Regions from separate parts of the Astyanax mexicanus genome. Here region 2 is linked to region 1. The links are chromatin contacts, called in public Hi-C maps. All regions are on one chromosome and are shown on one strand. The core of a region is the stretch at or near the end of the contact, and the rest is flanking DNA. Distances in the headings are between cores, read along the strand shown.

Region 1 (2,585 bases), core at 47-2,546:
ATAACAACAACAACAACAACAACAATAATAATAATAATAATAATACTGTACTATATACGTTAGATTTGGCTTGTTTTTTACTGTTTTTATTTTATTAATCTCTACTTTTTATCATTTTATCTTTTTTTAAGCGTTTAACCCTTTGTATGAAAATAAAGGTTGATTGATTGATTAATGATTTGTGTATGATGTCTGTACATTACTCTGCTCTTCAGTTATGAAGATTAGAACACCAGCACCAGGTTACAGTGTCTAAAATAAAGTAAATCAGCACTAGGAGGCGCTCTAAATCGTGTTCATGTTTTAATACCATAGAGTGTAAGTTATATAAGAATGGACAGCACCATAGATAACTTACACTGTGTTACGGTAAGCTAAATAGCTCACTTGGTTAGCTCGTCATGGAAACTGTGTTATGGTAAGCCAATTAGCTAGCTAGGTAAGTTAGTCATGGAAAATGTGTTTAGCTAATTGGCTAGCTAGGTTGGTTAGTTATGGACACTGTGTTATGGTAAGCTAATTAGCTAGCTAGGTTAGTTAGTCATGGAAAATGTTTTTAGCTAATAAGCTAGCTAAGTTATTTAGTAATGGAAACCGTGTTAAGCTAATTAGCAAGCTAGGTTAGTAAGTAATGGAACAAAGGTACTTTTTCATGCTAATGTATAACTATACAACTAGGAATGCAACACATGCTACAATATAGTGGACAGTAAATTATTTTTGTCTCGCTCACATAAATACATATTTACAGAATATTTTTGTGATTAATAAATTGATTGTTTAATTAAGAACCACTTCAGTTTCTGAATCAGTTTCTCTGATTTTGCTATTTATAGGTATATGTTTGAGCAAAATGAACATTGTTGTTTTATTCTATAAACTACGGACAACATTCTTTCCCAAATTCCAAATAAAATATTGTCATTTAGAGCATTTATTTGCAGAAAATGAGAAATGGATAATATTAACAAAAAAGATTCAGAGCTTTCAGACCTCAAATAATGCAAAGAAAACAAGTTCATATTAATAAAGTTTTCAAAAAGAGTTCAAAAACAATATTTGGTAGAATAACTCTGATTTTCACAGTTGTCATGCATCTTCGCATGTTCACCAGCCTCCACCAGTCTTACACACTGCTTTTGAATAACTTTATGCCACTCTTGATGCAAAAATTCAATTCAGTTTTGTTTGGTGGCTTGTGATCATCCATTTTCCTCTTGAATATATTCCAGAGGTTTTTAATTAGGTAAAATCAAAGAAACTTTTTTTAAGTGGTATCATTTTTTCCAGAGTTGTATGCTGAACAGCGTGAACTACATTTCCCATGATGCCCCGTTCACAGCTTGATGTCAACATTGCCGTTGTCAGTCAGACAAAAGGCGGATCAGTCAGAGACTGGGAGCAGAAGGAGGCCGGACAGGCTGGAAAATATTCACTCCTAATAATTCACCTGCATCAGTCTGGCACTGGAGCTTTACAGACTGTGGTAAATGGTCTGGCGGGCTGGGACGTTTGCAATACATTTAGGTACAGGTAACCGCTTATATTTTTCATTGTTTTGACGGGATTAAGTTTGCTGGTAGGAGCGGGCTACAGCGGCTGGCTGAGCGAGATGAGCTGGTGGTGTTGGTGCAGAAGCTTTAGCTGCTGTGTTGGTGCTGGATTGCAGTTTTTGTAAATGTGGAGAAAGTGTGTGAGTGTGTGTGCGCGCTGAGAACAAAAGCGAAATCGAGGTTAATCCGATTTTTTTATGCGAGCGGGTGGAATATGGCTGGCTAGCCTGTGCTAAACTAGCTAAGCTAAAGCTAGCTGTGTGCGGTACGCTAAGCTGCAGTTGGCTGAAATCTGTTAGCTACATAAGCTAACTTATCTTAGCTAACCCAGCTAGCGATAGGTTAGCTGGGTTAGCGTAGCTAGCTAGCCAGCGCGGTTGCAGATTTAGTTTTTGTAGAAACAACGTATAAATTCTGTCACTAATGTGATTAAGTTTGATGCATTCTAAGTAGAATGTAATGTGGAATCAGATTTGGAGGGACCGGGTGTGTTTTGTATGAAGGAGCAGACTTTAATTCGGGTTAAATGTCCTGCTCCTGGAGTTTCTGCTCAGAGCAGACAGCAGCGCTTTTTCTTCTTTTAATGATTTTTTAAAGGTCAGTAAAAGAAACAGGTTTTGCTCTCTGAGGATCTATGCTTTATTATGCAGATGCGCCCGGTGTAACCCGGAGAGGTGAAGCTGTGTGTTTTGTATCGGCTGTGGTTCTGAATCGAGATCTTAAGCAGCGGGCTCGTCCTCTCCGCCTGGATAATGAGATGCTGTAAATGTGGGGATTTTTTTTGGAGAGCAGGATTATTCTGGGCGTTTCTTGCAGGTCGCCATCATATGACTTGAATAACAGCAAACGCTTCATATTCCATCCTGCACTCCTGACTGCCATCCCGAGCCTGTAGGAGACTTTTAAAACTCCAGCAAGCAATCAGAGATCCCACACCCAGACCGAGCTCAAGCCCCAAGACTAACCAAAGCCTGGGCTTAATCCTACAGACAAAGAGTTTCCTGGGATGCACTTAATCTGGGTTACAGATCT
Region 2 (2,585 bases), core at 49-2,548, 140 kb after region 1:
TGGACTTTTAAAACTTTATGAATAGGATTTTTTTTTTTTGCATTATTTGAAGTCTGAAAGCTCTGCATCTTTTTTTGGTATTTCAGCTATTTCTCATTTTCTGCACATAAATGCTCTAAATAAGAATATTTCTATTTGGAATTTGTGAGAAATGTCCGTAGTTTATAGAATAAAACAACAATGTTCATTTTAGTCAACATATACCTATAAATAACAAAATCACAGTCTTCAGTAATTTTTCTAGAGCTGTATATGTAAAGATGTGTGAAGAGCTAAAACAATCAGATTTATTCAAAAACTGAACCTGTACTAATATTTGTGTACGGAATAGCTAATCATCTAGATAACTACCTAGCTAAAAACGCCTAGAGTACAAGACACGCAATACGCTAACAGCAGTGGAAGGCTACAGATGTGTGTAAAGATCTGAACCGAATTATTGGACTGTTCCTAAACACTCTAGTTAGTTAGTTTAATGTCTATACCTGAGCTACATCTGTCTCTGTGGGTCTGCTCTCCGGTCGCTGTGCGCAGGTTAGTTATAACCCGAGCTAAAGCTACAGGAACGTCAAATCCAGCCAGACGCCGCTTTAACGCGAAGCAGCATCGATTTAATTGGGTCTGTAGGATTAAAACACACTTCAGATTAAGTATTAATCTGTCTCGCGTTCTGATTTAAACCACAAAACAACTGAAACGACAGAAAATGGCGAGATAATGGTGATAAACTGGGTTGAATTCGGCTGTTTCTGAGAAATTTTCCGTTCCACCTTAAATGGTGCGGCACGTACGGTGAGGTGCCTCGGGCGCTTTGCTGTACGTGCCGCACCATTTAAGGTGGAACGGAACAATTGGAACAAGCAGACAACTTCAGCTTCGTTCACACAAGACCATATGCTGCGCTTTAACGCGCTCCTCCGGCTCGTGTTTGAGGGGTTTAAGGTTTTCTAGGATCTAAAACAACAGGCTAAACAATAACACAGAAGCAGCTAAGATAGCTTAGCCACCACTAGCCCAGCTAACCCCGTTAGCAGTGGAAGGAGGAGATGTGTGTGAGCTGCGTCTCTCTTACCCCGGTGTGTGAAGAAGGAGCTCCGCTGCAGCAGCAGCAGATCCACGTCTCCGCACAGATCCGCCGCAGATCACGGACCGTACAGACGACCCGGAGCACACACGAGCTGATTCACACCCAGCCCTTACACCTCCTCCAGCCGTGTAACCTCCCAGAGCTTCTCCCCGGACCCGCACAGCATTGTTAGATAGCTAGATCCAGCTCTGCAAACACTGCGAGCGGTGGTGCATGCTGGGAACGGCCACTGTTTGCATTGCTTGAGCATTACAGCATGGTGCACTAGCGCCACATGGTGGCCACGTGCCCGCACGCCTCCCCCTTCATAACGGAGGACCTCTAGAGAAAAGAATACACATTTAAAGGAGAATTTCAGTGTGAAATGGAAATGGGCTGTAGTAAAACATGATAACGAGTACGAACTTCATTCTCCTTCATTCTCCCCCAGCTTTCCAAAATACAGTGCTTTTAGCTGATGCACCTAACAGGCTTATAGTGCTAGTTTTTTGTAATTTTTATTTCTATTTTTTATTCCATTTTTTCCCAATTTACATGACCATTAGGACTCCCCTATCATGCCCGATGCCCACCAGGAGGGTGGAGATCAGCACATACCTCCTCCGATACATGTGAAGTCAGCCATCGCCGCTTTTCTAACTGCTTCTAATGCAGCATTGCTGAAAATCTAGCGCTCTCGGAGTGACTTAGTCCCAAAACATCAGCTTACAGACGCCTTGTGCCAACTGACATCACCCTTTGTAGTGATGTGCGGAGAGAGCGCCATCTACCCTCCCAGAGAGAGCAAGGCCAATTGTGCTCTCTCAGGGCTCCGGTAGCCAATGCTGCTGAAGCTCAGCCAATCATCTCTCCCTCCTACCCTGCCTCTAAACCTATACATCACCCAGTTTCTCGCTCAAACAACCTCTCCTTTTTCTTTTAGCATTTTTTAAATTTAGGCTGAGGTGAAGTCAGCAAAAGTCAGGGCCCCTTTAAACAGTTATAAGCCTTTTAAATGCACTGCAGTATATGGAGTATATGACAAAATAAATTAATAATAAATAAATAATGTTCTTCAAAAATCGTTTGCTGTAGAAAGTTATCTTTGGCTTTTGGTGATTATATCATTCTACTTTCTATAATTAAAGAAATATCCCAGGCAAAAGTTAATTATTGTTTTTAATTTGAGCTTTTAGCCATTCAGCTTCATTCATCCCCATTGAGGACTTACTCGCGGGCTCCCACTAGTGGTGTGCGGTAATTTTCTAAAATAACAGCTAGGGAGTGCGCAGGCTCTCCATGAACCAGCTCCAGTAGTAGCACTAACTGTACTAAAACACGATAGAGTGTATTTGTGCTTCTTTTTAAATGCTATGATTTAATAAAGTGGATATTATGGTTTTTTTTTAACATGGTGTTTTTACAGTACAGAATCTATAAGATAACATTGGAACATTATGTAGGGAAAAGGATGAAAGCCCCTTTTGTGCTCCACAGCAGCAGGCGGCAGTAACACATG

The links. Hi-C and Micro-C count contacts between places; a contact is called where the count stands out from the background.
Region 2: a Hi-C map of muscle shows a contact between it and region 1, with 2.2 times the contacts expected there. The contact joins the promoter of extl3 here to the promoter of hmbox1b in region 1.

Annotation. Positions count from the first base shown.
Region 1 is chr1:84,621,558-84,624,142 of AstMex3_surface, forward strand. hmbox1b (homeobox containing 1 b) reads left to right here and starts at 1,297. Exons shown (of 10, transcript XM_022684589.2): 1 at 1,297-1,533. The coding sequence starts at 1,325.
Region 2 is chr1:84,762,190-84,764,774 of AstMex3_surface, forward strand. extl3 (exostosin-like glycosyltransferase 3) reads right to left here and starts at 1,299. Exons shown (of 6, transcript XM_007255470.4): 1 at 1,073-1,299.